5 separate regions of the Sus scrofa genome follow, and regions 1, 2, 3 and 4 are each linked to region 5. Evidence: chromatin contacts called from public Hi-C and HiChIP or PLAC-seq data. All regions are on one chromosome and are shown on one strand. The core of a region is the stretch at or near the end of the contact, and the rest is flanking DNA. Distances in the headings are between cores, read along the strand shown. Region 1 has its middle 3.9 kb from the start of MIR21. Region 2 holds the start of RNFT1 (RING finger and transmembrane domain-containing protein 1). Region 3 holds the start of RPS6KB1 (ribosomal protein S6 kinase beta-1). Region 4 holds the start of DHX40 (probable ATP-dependent RNA helicase DHX40). Region 5 holds the start of PTRH2 (peptidyl-tRNA hydrolase 2, mitochondrial).

Region 1 (2,700 bases), core at 182-2,681, 140 kb after region 5:
GGAAGTTCCCAGGCCAGGGATCAAACTCGGCACTGCAGTTTCAGCCTGTGCCACAGCCGCTCAACACTGGATCTTTACCTCCAACTGTGCCACACGGCAACTTCCATAATAGCCATTTTTAAAAGCTAAGTCACAGTCCATCTCTAACTCACATGATGAAACCTCCTCTGGTATTCACAAAACATAGTAAACGAAATGCTACACAAAAGTGCTACATGCGAAGTGTTTGTTCCTTTATTCTCAAAGACAAGGAGAAAAGAAAGCACATAGTGTACTTGAAAATTCTAGAAGCAGTTGAGTCATTTGTATCTGGTAGTTAGGGGCTTGGGTTCCTGCCCTGCCCTTCTCAGCAAAGCCAAGAGTTCACCTGAGGTAATACATTTGCCTTGAGGGTGAGGACTGAATTGCAGCAAATAACTTACATGTATTTGCATATTTAATCAGTACTCAGAAGAGATTATAACAAAAACCTGTTCTGGAGAGTTGCTTACTCATGGCCTTTGGAATTGTGTGGCGCTGGGACAGGCAGGTGCCAACTGTTTGCTCATTCTCTGACCTACTGGCCTTCCACAGTTTGCTGTGTGGGTGTTGAGACTACTGAAATAAAGTGAGTTGTGTTAGATGGCCCCCGCTGTCTACCCGAACACCCTGGATTCATTTGCGATCTGGGATCCTAGTTCTGCAGTTGGGCTACTGGCCCAAACTGTGGCCCAGAGCAAGTGAGTCAGTTCTGAGTGGCTGGCTCTGACTCTCTGGGAACAGAGACGAAATGCAGCCTAGAGCGCTTGTCAGCCAAATCCACAAATGTGTGGCAGTTTGGAAACCCTGGACATCTGTTCCTCTTCATTTAAAATAAACCTTTTTGAAAAGCACGGCGTTGCTTGGCTCCTCGATGCGTTGGGTCAGCAGCAGTTGCCGCTCTGAGGCAGCCTAGAAGCGGAGTTAGGAAGTTGGGAATCTCTGGGGCGCGCTTCCGAGAAAGTGGACCTGCAGCGCCTTGGGAAGGGAGGCAGGATTTACGGCCGCCGGTCCGTTTGGAAATCCCCTTCTGCGGTCGGCAGCCCAGGTGTGCAGCCCGCGGGGGAACCGTTTCCACATGACTCAGGACGCGACGGGACGGCCTGGCCGCACTCCAGCACGTTTTCCACCATGGAGGGTCTGTTTGCGTTGGAAACCACATTCCTGAATTCTTGAGGGGACGCCTCTGGCTGATTCTGAGGATCAGCCTGAGAGGGGACACCCCCCCCCGCCCCCGGCCCTTTGGAGCGTTTCCAGGGAGGGGTTGCCACGGGTCGCGCGGCTCGCGGGGACGGCCTTCCCCCCCAAAGCCCTGCGGGGAAAAGCCTTGTTTATTCAAGGAGGCCTCCGAAGGCCACGTTTCTCGCCCCCCACCTAATCCCCAACGTCATTTCCCTTTGTTGCCATCTGCCCCCCTCGAGGGAACAGCCTGAGCAGCTTTTTCCTTCAGGCCGCGTCGACTGACCCCGCCGGACAGCATTGCTTCATTGTGTCCCCGTCTGTTTCCGATGGGGGGCGGGTGTTTTCTCGGAGGGCGGCGGCTTGGGATTTGAAAAGAGGGGTGGTTCCGCCTTTCCCCGAAGGTGGGGGATGACTGTTCACATTACTTTTGTCTTCCTTTGGCTCCTCACCAGGTTGTGTAGGAAACAAAAGAGCAGCTCAGGTTCACTTCTCTTGGCAGTAAGTGCTGAAGCCCAACGCTCCACGTCACCAGAGAACCTTGTTGTTCTCACCCTCTTTTCATTACTTAAGAAGATAAAAGCCAAAAATAACAAGAGGAGGCCTTTTTCTGCCTTTCATTTTTTTGGGCACCTCCTAGTGTCTTGAGAATCGGTTTCACTTGAGTGACAGTCCTAAGCCTCTTCAAGCAGCCAGACTTTCTCTATCTAATCTCACTTGGTTTGGTTTTTTTTCTTTGGTTGGGTTTTTTTTTTTTTTGGTCTTTTGAGGGCTGCACCCGCGGCATTTGGAGGTTCCCAGGTTAGGGGCAGAATCGGAGCTGTAGTCCCTGGCCTACACCGCAGCCACAGCCATGCCAGATCCAAGCCATGTCTGCGACCCACACCACAGCTCACCAGCAACCCCACTGAGCGAGGCCAGGGATCGAACCTGCATCCTCATGGGTGCTAGTCAGATTTGTCTCCGCTGAGGCACAAGGGCCACACCCTTGAGGCTCGCTCCAGTCTGCCCCTTGCACCAGCCCCTTCTTCCTGCTCCTGTGTCCCCTCCATGGTTTGTTCTTTGTTCACAACCACTGATCAAGATTAGCTCCCAGGAACCTTCTCTGATGTGCCCTGTACCAGGAAACACAGTGGATTTATTGTAACTGTGATAATGATTGCTTGCTTGCTTTGCACCAGGCACTGTTTTCAATGCTGTTTTATGTGTATTGTATTTAATCATTAAATCCTTACAATAGCCCCATGAGGAAATTAAGCAGAGAAGTCCAGTGATTTGCTGGAGGAAACAAGGAAGTAGAGCAAGAATTCAAATATTCTGGATCCTAGCCACTCAGTTCTGCGGAAAAGTCTGGTACAAAAGTCCAAACTTCTGCTTACTTGTTTCATCTTATGATCACAAGGTAGGTGATGGGGAAAGGGAGAGTGCAGCACATTAAAAGGCCACAGCTGAAAAAGTTTTGCATTTAAATTGACGAGCAGCCTTTGCACGTCCCTATGCCAA
Region 2 (2,700 bases), core at 23-2,522, 240 kb after region 5:
AATGCTTGGAAAGGCTAGGAGGAAAAAAAAATTAAATCTTAACTCCTTATTAAATATCATCATGGAGAACTAATCATAAACATTTCACTCAGGTGACCTACAAATTTCGTTTTATGCTGAAAGAGCTTTCACAAAGTTAATTAAAAAGTTTCCAATAATTAAAACCAAGAGTATTACCTTTCCCCGCCCCTCAAAGGATGTTACCTAAATACCTTTAAAATAGGGAGGCTTGGAGAGGCACCAGGTAATCGCTAAGTAACTCTTCGGTCTGAATAAGGATAGTTACGGGGTCTGCCCGTTAAAAATGCCACCGTGGAGGGAAGGGGAACGAACACAGGCAGGGAAATAACCCACAGGATGAGTGTGGGTAGCTGTCGGGGATGCCACAATCCAGCTGACGAAACCGTTTCTGGAGGAGGAAGCAGGGGTTAACGTCAGGGGATATTATGTCATTCTATTCATTCGTAGGTTTGAATTTTTTTTTTTCCAGTTACTGAGGGGCGGTTTGGTTTTTAACTGCCTTTCACTAAAGGCTTTTTCACCGATGCTCCAAACGTCACGACTGCTACTATTTATTTCCTCAAACCTCCGAAGACCGACGTTGGACTGAACAGTTTCTGCGCCTTCTTTCATAAATTAAAACAGAGAACCCTCCCACTCTCCTCCAAGCACGAGCAAGAAAGGGGAGAAAAAAGAAAAGTAAACGCAAACGGCTCTTCCGGAATCTCCAGGTCAGAGTTTTCCACCCACGTTCGAGCTTCGAGCGCCTCAGTTATTCTCCCCAGAACCCATTCGCCGGGGTCCCTCGCCTCCTTCATCCGTTTCCCCCAGACCTGACCTCTCATGACGATGGGCGGACCAGGGCCCGGGCAGCGACCGCAGGAACTGTGGCAGACGCCGCCTCGAGGCCTTCAACCGGGGCCATCACCTTGAAACCCCCACCACCTGCAACCTCCACTCAGCTCCGCGGCGGCAGCGGCGGCGGCGGCGCGCGCGCGCGCGCTCGCTCCCTGGACGTCTTCACGCGCGCGTGCCCCGCCCCCGGGCGACGCGCCGAGGGGAGGGCGCCGCCGACCCGAGTGGGGTGCAGGCCGTCAGGGGTGCTGGCTGTGAAGAGCGGTCTGTGCCCCACAACTCCCGGCAGCCGGCTGCGTTAAACCATGAGCTGCATCCAGTCTGTGCGTACGTTTGTGTAACCTGCCCTCCTACACCCCTCCTCACCCCCTCCTCAGAGATCCGGACGTTTCGAGGTTAAAAATGTTTTGGCTTCGAGAACCTGCCCTCGGGGGAGGAGCCTGCCGTTGGGGGCTGGTCTGGTCCCGCCTCCCGTGCGCCAGCCCCTGGGTCCCGCCTGGCTCGCGTCTCCCGGGTTCCGAGCTGGAGGAGCCACGTTGGCGAGGGCTCGACGCGCCTCTGAGCGAGCCGGGCGGGGGCGGGAGCGGTCTGGTTTCCCCCAGCTCAGCTGAGCCAGTTGTGGATGGGCGGTGAAGTTTTAACTGAACTCGGGTTTTCTTTACAATTCTGAAGTTGCACTGTGAGAACAAGACCCTGCCGAAACCTGAGAATAGAAATGGAGAAGTGAGGATAATTTAGGTGGGGGTGGAAGTAGAAGTTAAGAGTTTAAAAACCTTGTTTTCTAGGGAGCTCTGTAGTGTCTTCGCTGTAATTGTTAACCTAAAACTTCTAAAAATAAAAGGTGTATTAAGAAAAAGTTTGGAGAGTTCTCCTTGTGGCTCAGGGGGTTTAAGAACCGGACTAGTTCGTATCCCTGGCCTCTCCCATTGGGTGTGGGTTAAGGTTCCGGGGTTGCACGGACGACGCTCGGTTTGGACCCCTCGCTCAGGAACTTACATGTGCTGCAGGTGTCGCCCTAAAAGGGGAAAAAAAGAAAAAAAACTTTGAACAATGAAACAAAAAAGCTTACCTCTTGATCCTCAGCCCAGATAGATTCTAAATGTTACTTGTTTTCCAAGAATCTGTCCCATCCCTCCCCACCACGAATAGCCTTTCTATTTTGAACCTCGAGTTTTTTTCCCTTTAATATCTGGAATTTGACGTCAAGTAGGTAACTCTTGATGGTCTTCCTACAAGTCTTGAAATTAAACATTCAATGGCTTGGGTGAGGGGTTCAGTCTTTCCTCACTAGAGAGGATGCATTTGCTTACATACACACACGTCATGAGTTGAATATCTAGTGGAAAAAAAGGAATACTTTGTCTTATTACCGGTCGCTGATTTAAAGCCATTCACAGCAACTTTACCCAAGTTAGTTTGCTGGTGTGTGATTCCCTCCCCCCCTTTTTCTGCTGCTCCTGGGGCATATGAAAGGTCCCTGGCCAGGGATGAAATCCCAGCCATAGCTGTGAGCTATGCCACAGATGTGGTAACTTGGGATCCTTAACCCACTGTACCAGGCTGGGGATAGAACTGGTGCCACCACAGAGACAAGCCAGATCATTAACCCACTGCACCATAACAGGAAGTCCTGGTGTGTGATTTTTGAGCCTCCTTAATCATGAAATTTTTTGCACCTTATTTTCTCCTATAATCGACTACAACTGAACCCACTATTTAATCTGAATATCCACCTTGAACCTGTGCTTAAATCAGATTAATCTTAATGCCAAACCATTTTGCTTGGTTAGAAAGGCACTACCTCCTCCCCTCAACACGTATTAGATCCGCTTCCCATTGTCAATT
Region 3 (2,700 bases), core at 174-2,673, 180 kb after region 5:
TACGTTAATACACAATCAATAAAAATTAATTTTTTTAGGAGTTCCCATTGTGGCTCAGGGGCAATGAACCTGACTAGCATACATGAGGATGCAGGTTTGATCCCTGGCCTTGCTCAGTGAGTTAAGGATCTGACATAGCTGTGAGCTATAGTATAGCTCAGAGATGCAGCTTCGATCCCACATTGCTGAGGCTGTAGCATAGGCTGGCAGCTGCGGCTCAGATTCGACCCCAGGCCTGGGAACTTCCATATGCCTCAGATGTGACCCTAAAAGAAAAAAACATTTTTAAAAATACTATATATGTCTATGGCGCTGTAGATAAAATAGCTATCTTGTCTAAGAAGCCAAACATTTAAGAAAGTTGTTCTTTTTCTTTATATGGTTTTGGGATTTACTGTACCCAAATTCATTTATATAAAGCTCAATAGTTTTCAAATTTTCATTTGTAATCACTATTTTCCTAAGTATGCATTTAAAACAAACAAAAAAAAAAACAAAAGGAATCCCGGTTGAAGGAATTCATAGCATACACTTCACACCACAGGGACATAATGCAGAAGTTAGCTCAACAATAGCACATTTTATTAACATTAATATTCTCTCTTCCAAATAATTATTTTCTCCCTCCAATCGTCTTTCTGTTCTAGGCACCACAGTAACACAGGAAAGACTTTGTATTTAGCTCAGGGAGGACAGCATGGGAGACGAAGCTTGGGGGGAAAAAAAGACGGGATGAAATATTAGAGAAAGTATTCACTATTTTTAACAATGTAAAGAGACAACTTTTGGTTAAGACCTCACACCGAGTCCACGGAGCAATGGAAAGAGCTGTGGTTTGGGAACCAGACTCTGTACTTAAAATTATCAAACAAGCCTGCAAAATAGATGTCATTACTTTCATTTTACAGATAAGGAAACTTAAGGCTCTGAAAGGTTATGTGATTTTCGCAAAGCCACCGAACTAGTAATTAGCAAAGCCAAGATGCTCCCTTTCTATACCACCCCAGCAGCTCCCCAAAAACCCCACTCACTGCCAGCCCCAGAACCAGCCGTTTCTGTCCGGTTCAAATTCGAGGGGCAACCCTCTTATTATGCGCATGCTCTTTCAAAAGAAAAAAAAAAACTACAGAGAACGAATGCGCATGTACCACAAACGTAGAGATTTGTTGCGCTTTTTCCCCCCCGCCCTCCCCGCGGTGGGTGTTTTTTTTTTTTTTTTTTCCTATTCAGTAAGGTTAATTACGCATGTTCAATTTCAATTTATCAATTTCAGACACGGTACGCATGCTCGCTGTCCATCAAACTCTTTAGCTGACAATGCGCATGATCTGGCTTCCAAGAGAGGCTTCGGCTGGGCTTCTGCGCATGTTTCTGCCAGTACCTGGTTCCTGGCAATAGTTCTACGCATGTTCACTGCCCACAGTTCGGCTTCACAGAATCCTGTACGCATGCTCCAGTGCTGAACTTCAGGAGCCAGTCTGGGGCCTAAGCGCAGACGCACTGAGCCTAGGCAGCCGGTGATGGCGGCAGCGGCAGCAGTGGCTGCGGCGGGTCCGGGCCCATGAGGCGACGACGGAGGCGGGACGGCTTTTACCCAGCGCCGGACTTCCGAGACAGGGAAGCTGAGGACATGGCAGGAGTGTTTGACATAGACCTGGATCAGCCAGAGGACGCGGGCTCTGAGGATGAGCTGGAGGAGGGGGTGAGGCCCGGGGTCCCGGGGGGCCCGAGGTGACAGGGCCGGGGCGGTGGCGCGGGCCCTGGAAGCCCCGCGCGTCCGAGAGCGCGGAGACCCAGGGGGGAGCGAGTAGTCCGCGGGAGGAGCCGAGGTGCCGCGCGGCCAGAAGCTGGGGGTGGGGGGGGGACGGGTGGGGCGGACCTGGCCTTAGGTGTGAGGCCGCTGCGGGGCTTGCAGGTGCAGGTCGCGCCCCTAGCCCCAGAACAGCGCAGCTGGGAGCAGCCTGCGGAGGGAACGAGAAAGGGCGCGTGGTCGATTCCTGGAGCTAGTGGACTTAAATGTGGTGGGGCGCGAGTGGTGGAAGCGTGTGTTGGGGGGAGGGGGATTGCGCTGGCTGGGTGTCCCGTAAGTGCAGGTGAAGAGCGGAAGGGTTTCCCTTGAGTGTAAGATTTCAAGTATTAAATCTTCAGACCTCCCACAACCACCTCTTTTCTCGGCCTGTCGCTTCTCTCCTAGGAAGCGCTCAGCTGTTAGAAGTGACAGCTGAAAACTTCTGTCGGGAGTAGCGCTGCCGCTGCTGTTACAGCCACCAGGAGTTTTATTTCGGGAGCAAGGGGGCTCTGCTGCATCTTCCAGGGTTTGTTTGTTTGCTTTTTTTTTTTTTTTTTTAAACAAAAACCTCCTTCCGTGTGACTTTTTTGTTAAGCATTTATAACGACACACGGCATTTGTAACTTACTTTTCTCCCAGTTGAAGATGTCTACATTTTTTCAAAATACTTGATGTAATTTTGGGGTGGAAAAAAACCAGCGTTGACAGCTGTGATTTGGCTTGCCAAAAATAAATTGCTTAAACTGAGACTTGTGAATGGTGGTGTGAGGGCTTTCCTTGCTGTAATTTGGGGTGCTAAATTTAGAATTGTTTTTCCTAATGCATAGCTTGGTTCACCTTTGGTTAGTAGTTTTTCTTTATTCAAGATTCTTTTTTTCAAGGTAAATTTATTGAAAAATCACAAGTTGTAC
Region 4 (2,700 bases), core at 114-2,613, 150 kb before region 5:
TGTAGCTCCCAGGCTTTGGCGATATAAATTTGTTAGAAAGTTGTTCTCACTCAAAATATGACAAACTTGCATTTTCAGAGATGTTAACCCGTCCCCTCTAAAAGGAGTTGGTATTCACAAATTTTTAATGAGCACAGAAAAATCTTGGGGTCCAATGACATCATCTGAAGGTTGGTCAGATAGGAGAGTAGTAGCCTTTAGTTAATGCACAGTGACAGCTTGCATTGTTTTCTTCAGCTGTAAGTGTTGGTTCATTTTTTTTTTTTTTATCCTTTTTACAGCTGCACCTTCGGCATATGGAAGTTCCCAGGTCCAATCAGAGCTGCATCTATGCCAGCCTACACCACAGCAACAGCAACGCTAGATCCACAGCCACAAAAACACCAGGTCTGCAGCTCACCACAACGCAGTATCCTTACATAACCCAGATCTCACTGAGAGAGGCCAGGAATGGAACCCGCCTCCAGTTCGGGTTTGCTACTGCTGAGCCACAATGGGAACTCCAGTGTTGGTTAATTCTAACAGTAGGAATGGTTGAAAAGTCGGAAAACAACCTTCTTGCACAGATTTTGTTATTACGACTGACATCACTTAACAAAATTTTAAGGTTCTATGTCAGGAAGACTGCTCCCCAAATTGCCTTTCTGAAAAAGTCACCCCACCCTTGATTGTTGTATATCTTTTAAACTTTTCAGCGCTTGTGGTTTCCAAGGAACCCACAGCCATTAAAAGTGAGCTTAACTCCTCTGCAGATCAATCATTCACTCATCCACCCAGCAAATTCAAAAACCAGCCCACTTCGAATCACTTTGCCAGGCTGAACGTTCCATGATTTTCTGAAGTTGCCGCGCTTGCATCTATTTGGGGAAAAGGGAAAGAAAATAAACATGGAAATAAATTAAAATGCAGGATCCTGCGAAGGGAATGTAGAGCGTATGCGACGTAAGTTTTGGATCCTATGGAACCAGAAGTTCGGCTCTGCAACTCGTGGGATGTATGCCTTAAACGGGTCAATTCAGGATACGCAAAGTGACAATATTATGGAACACCTCTAGTAAGGTTCCAGCTCCTGGCAAACGGTCACATAACGTTAGGTGTGTGAAGGTAGGCTAGGCTTGCAGGGACCACTGAGCAAAAAGGTGTCCCGTGCCCTTTTGCGCATAAGAAGAGAAACAGGAGGGAGCGCTTCCGGACCTCGGGGCTGGCTTTACAACACCCGCGCAGCGTACACCTTCAGGCAGCGGAGGACACTCCGGGGTGGACCGTCTGCTCGCAGCCGCGTGGCGCGGGTTGGGGAACTGCTCGCCCGCCGCGCGCCAAGTCAACGAACATCTGCCCCTCCCCTTGCTCGAGTCGCACGCGCGGAAGTAAACACCTCGACGTCATCAGGGCGCGTCTTCGCCTTTCCCCTCCCATCTCCTCAGATCGGTGGACGTGCTCACCTCCGCTTGGGGCCAGGTCTATGTCCCGGTTTCCCGCCGTCGCGGGCAGGGCGCCAAGGCGGCAGGAGGAAGGTGAGCGCTCAAGAGACCTTCAGGAAGAGCGGCCTTCGGCTGTTACCATCGCGGATAGAGGTGCGGTCCGCGGGACACTACGGAGGCCAGCGGGAGTTAGGGCATGGGGGGGTTTGGGAAAGATAAAAGTCTGCCTTAGGCAGGCAGAGAAGAGTAGGGTGGAGGTTGTAGCGTTTTTGTCGCCCTCCAAGCGGGAACCGAACTTTGCGTCCAGTGAGCACTTTGGTCTAGAGGGGGGCGGTCCCAGACGCAAGTTGGGTGAAAACCCTACTGGGGTACAAAAAAGTGAACCCCAGCGCAGAGACGCGTTCTGCTCTTAAATAGGCTCATAAAGCCTTTGTTCTCTACCCATTTCCCCCCCCCCCCGCCCCTTCGTCGGGCCGCCAGCCTGCCTTTGGGTACGGTATGAAGGGAGCCAGTTTCCAGGAGCCAGTTTCCATGGTTACCCACCACTTGGCCTTCTGGGATATCAGTCACTCTGAACAGGGACCTAACTTGAACCATGAATCAGAAGCAAACACAGGTGGCTTTTAATTCAGCTGAGAGTTTTTCTTCTGTGTTCCGGTTTTGGGTGTTTTGTTTAATAAAATTGGCTTTTGTGTTTCTGTATAGGTGTGTTTGCAAATACTTTGCCTTATACTAGGCTTACTCTGGCAGATACTTTGAGTCATGCATTAGCAAATGCTCAAGTTATTAGAGCTGACTATAAAGTTGCATTGGGCTTATAAAAACCCTTACTTGCAAATTGGATGTGAGTGATTTAACTGAGAAGTCATGGTTTGAGTCTTTCTAGCCCTGAAATTCTATTGTCGTTCTCTTTTCATTTCTGAGAAATTGAGTTAGTGATGTTTTTACAGGTCTTTTAATTTATAAACTTTTTTGTTGTTATTACAGAAGAGAAAGGATGCACATCACAGGAGGGAGGAACTACTCCAACTTTTCCTATTCAAAAACAAAGAAAAAAACTTATTCAGGCTGTGAGGGACAATTCATTCCTTATTGTTACTGGAAATACAGGAAGTGGTAAAACAACACAACTTCCAAAGTATCTATATGAAGCAGGTAATTTTATTCTGGGGTAATATTGGGAGTATTTAAAAAATATCCCCCACCCTTTTTTTTTTAAAGGGCCACACTGGTGGCATATGGAGGTTCCCAGATTAGGGGTCAAATTGGAGCGATAGCT
Region 5 (2,700 bases), core at 15-2,514:
AACTACAATTAAGAAAAATCACTGCAATTAAGAACTGTCACAAGATGATGATTAATCCCATCCCATTTGTTCTTCCCCTTCAAAAAATACAAATAAAAGAACACCCTAACTCAGTGACCAAGTTGGAGTGGATTTGAGGCTTGCCTCCCACTACCTTGGCTTTGCTCTACAACAAACGCTGCACTTTCCTTCACCACAACTGGAGGTGGAAGCGGTAGGCAGGTTGGCTTTGATGCCGTTTGGTCAAGTGGACTCAAGTTCGGTGGTTAACAATAAAAACAAGTCTCTTAGCATGAATTCGAAGCATCATACAATTTGGTTTCAACCTACTCTATCCTTCTAACCTACTCTCCCTGCAACATACGGTACTTTCCAGCCACACCAAATTCCTAGGTACTTTCAAGCAGCAGTCTCTCCCCAAAATAATTTTTTCCACTTCAACACACAAAAACATCCTCTTCACCCATGAAAGCAATGAAATCTGTCTCTTAAGTCTTAATTATTTACTTTCCAGAGCCGCAGTAGCAATTACACAGAGCCACTGCAGTGTATGTTCTCAACGTCCAGCGCAGTGCCTGGAGTAAAATGCTCAAGAACTGAATACTCCTCTAGACATTATGTCCGTGTGACACAGGAGGACAAGTTTTTTGATCATATCCCTAAAGATCTTTTCTTTCTTTGTGGGACTCAACAACTCGCTATGCTGCGGGGTATTCAATAAATGCTCAGCAGCGTGTGAGGCCTGCTCGGTATTTTCGCACATTCAGAGCGACTGCATCGAGACTGCCTGAGTGGAGGCGTGCCCTGGGAACTAGAAATTCTGGGTCCTTGCCCTCCCCAGCAGTTAGGTCCCTTCTTCCCAAAAGACGACTGGCCAAACCGGAACAAGGACTCCAGCGGCCACTGGGCGGAAGAGTTTACGAAGATGAAAGAAAGGGGTTTAGAATGAGATGAGAAGAAACGGTCCACCTGGAAAGAGAATGGAGAAGGACATCCCTCTCCTATGCCCTATTGAAGGGCCAACCTACCGAGCGCACCTTCCCTCCGCCTCACCCGCGCCTTTGCTGTCTTCACTTCTAGGTAGCGAACACGCGTCTCTCGCTCGAGTTACCTCTTCCGGGGTTCCTGGACAACAAGTTCCGGATCAAAAACAGCGAAGAGATCAGTCATTCTTCCTCTCGCCCCGCCCACAGGTCCCTAACGAGACCAGAACTAAAATCCCGCGACGATCAGCCGAGGTGGCGGAAAGGAGCGGGGAACGTTTTTCTCTTGGAGGAGGTCTCCCGGGGGGAAAACGGACCGGAAGTGGCGTGAGCGAGTTCCGGTTGGCCGCAGCCCAGCGGCGGGTGTGAGAGTCAGTCGCGAGCAGCTTCCAGGATCCCGAGATCCGGAGAAGCCGGAGTCAGAGCGGCTAGGTAAGCGAGCACGGAGCACTGGGGACGGACGCCTGAGGCTATCCTCAGAGCTTGACTTCTTCTGGAGTTCTTTCACTTAGACGATGCAGATCTGGGGCACCGTGATTCCGACTTCAATCAGTGTTTTAGGGCTCTGCCGACTGTTTGAGTCTGGCAGTAGCTAGGTTATTTGGGACACCTCCCCGTGGTTGGCCACCGGTACTTTGAACCCATGCACTGGACTCCCAGCCATTCCCTCTAATCGCCGCGGACTTGGAAGTCGTTCTGAGCTTGTGTAGAGTACCCTCTTCCTCCCCAAGTATCTAGGACCTTAGAGTAAATGGAAAAGCTATCTTCCCTGCCGATGACCAAGCTTTTTCTCAGGATCTGTCAGTTAAGTTCTTGCCCTTCCCAACCGCTAGCGCATGATTCTAAATGTACCCCTTTCTAAACAAAATTCAGATGTGCAAGTGCCATCTAAAGCGTTGGTGGCCAAGGGAGTGGGGCCTCCCCTCCGTAGATCTCTTGCAAAGAGGACCTTCATGTTACCTCCTACTACGTTCATGAAGAACAGTGTTCCCTGCCTTTTCCAAATCCCTGACCCCTGACCAGTGTATTTCTTTACAGTGGAGATATTTGCAGTAAAACATGAAGGTTGGTTTAATAACTAAACTTCCAAAAAGCCATATGTGACCCTGTGTCACACTGCTTAAGATTATTATGACTCTCAGTGAGTTTTACACTATTTTGTTTTCCTGCAAATTCATGCAACAATCTCTTGATAAACAGGCTCTGGCACTGTTTACCTTTCTTGACAACATAGCCCCTTTTCCTTTTCCTAACTGTAATGTTAAGAAACATAGCTCCCTTTCCTAACTTTTGCTTCTTCTTTGGCGCTTCCTAACTTTAATGTCTTTTACTTCTCCTTTGTAGAGTGCACTGATCCTTTGGAGAGGTTTGGACGAGTATTTCTAATGTTGTAATGATGGGGAAATTAATACTCTGACTGCTGTTACTTTTTAATTGTGTTATCATCCACCCTGATTTTAGTTGTGTATTCTTAGCATAAATGATGATAGGAAACTATTATTTACTAGGCAATATTTTATGCATTCTAGATTATGTTTTAATTGACCTTTGGAAGAGGTAGCAGTATCCAGATAAATGTGGCCTATTTGTGTAGCTGTGTAATGACTCTACAGTAGAAATATTTTATTTATATTTTACTTCTTTGCCTATATTATTTTAAAACACCGAAGCATATTTTTTCCTTTGACGTGTATATCCTGCTTGCTTAATACAGTTT

What was found. Hi-C and Micro-C count contacts between places; a contact is called where the count stands out from the background. HiChIP or PLAC-seq counts read pairs in DNA pulled down with a chosen protein or histone mark.
Region 1: a contact with region 5 is called in a Hi-C map of liver, with 1.9 times the contacts expected there. The contact joins the enhancer-like site here to the promoter of PTRH2 in region 5. A contact is called at or near these places in 1 of 5 promoter capture datasets (liver), 7 of 47 Hi-C or Micro-C datasets (adipocytes, embryonic fibroblasts, epiblast stem cells and 3 more) and 1 of 2 datasets of contacts at active chromatin or transcription factors (alveolar macrophages).
Region 2: an H3K27ac HiChIP or PLAC-seq map of alveolar macrophages shows a contact between it and region 5. The contact joins the promoter of RNFT1 here to the promoter of PTRH2 in region 5. A contact is called at or near these places in 1 of 47 Hi-C or Micro-C datasets (liver) and 1 of 2 datasets of contacts at active chromatin or transcription factors (alveolar macrophages).
Region 3: an H3K27ac HiChIP or PLAC-seq map of alveolar macrophages shows a contact between it and region 5. The contact joins the promoter of RPS6KB1 here to the promoter of PTRH2 in region 5. A contact is called at or near these places in 1 of 5 promoter capture datasets (liver), 3 of 47 Hi-C or Micro-C datasets (embryonic fibroblasts, liver and skeletal muscle) and 2 of 2 datasets of contacts at active chromatin or transcription factors (alveolar macrophages and skeletal muscle).
Region 4: a Hi-C map of liver shows a contact between it and region 5, with 7 times the contacts expected there. The contact joins the promoter of DHX40 here to the promoter of PTRH2 in region 5. A contact is called at or near these places in 3 of 47 Hi-C or Micro-C datasets (heart right ventricle, liver and skeletal muscle).

Annotation. Positions count from the first base shown.
Region 1 is chr12:36,067,845-36,070,544 of Sscrofa11.1, forward strand. No RefSeq gene overlaps it. Among named protein-coding and RNA genes, the nearest start is that of MIR21, 3.9 kb to the left of the region's middle. Within about 2 kb of position 1,432, at least 58 of the 83 cell types and tissues checked have an H3K27ac peak or open chromatin away from gene starts, as enhancers often do. A contact at or near this core is called in alveolar macrophages, embryonic fibroblasts, epiblast stem cells and 2 more, where this site is marked.
Region 2 is chr12:36,173,863-36,176,562 of Sscrofa11.1, forward strand. It overlaps RNFT1 (RING finger and transmembrane domain-containing protein 1), which reads right to left and starts at 1,273. Exons shown (of 9, transcript XM_021067295.1): 1 at 839-1,273. LOC102157680 (a long non-coding RNA gene) reads left to right here and starts at 1,055. Exons shown (of 5, transcript XR_001299904.2): 1 at 1,055-1,178.
Region 3 is chr12:36,110,161-36,112,860 of Sscrofa11.1, forward strand. It overlaps RPS6KB1 (ribosomal protein S6 kinase beta-1), which reads left to right and starts at 1,424. Exons shown (of 15, transcript XM_003131671.5): 1 at 1,424-1,702. The coding sequence starts at 1,562. It overlaps TUBD1 (tubulin delta chain), which reads right to left and starts at 1,146. Exons shown (of 6, transcript XM_013981124.2): 1 at 1,032-1,146.
Region 4 is chr12:35,780,191-35,782,890 of Sscrofa11.1, forward strand. It overlaps DHX40 (probable ATP-dependent RNA helicase DHX40), which reads left to right and starts at 1,364. Exons shown (of 18, transcript XM_005668994.3): 1 at 1,364-1,514; 2 at 2,409-2,576. The coding sequence starts at 1,463.
Region 5 is chr12:35,931,965-35,934,664 of Sscrofa11.1, forward strand. It overlaps PTRH2 (peptidyl-tRNA hydrolase 2, mitochondrial), which reads right to left and starts at 1,265. Exons shown (of 2, transcript XM_003131669.4): 1 at 1,112-1,265.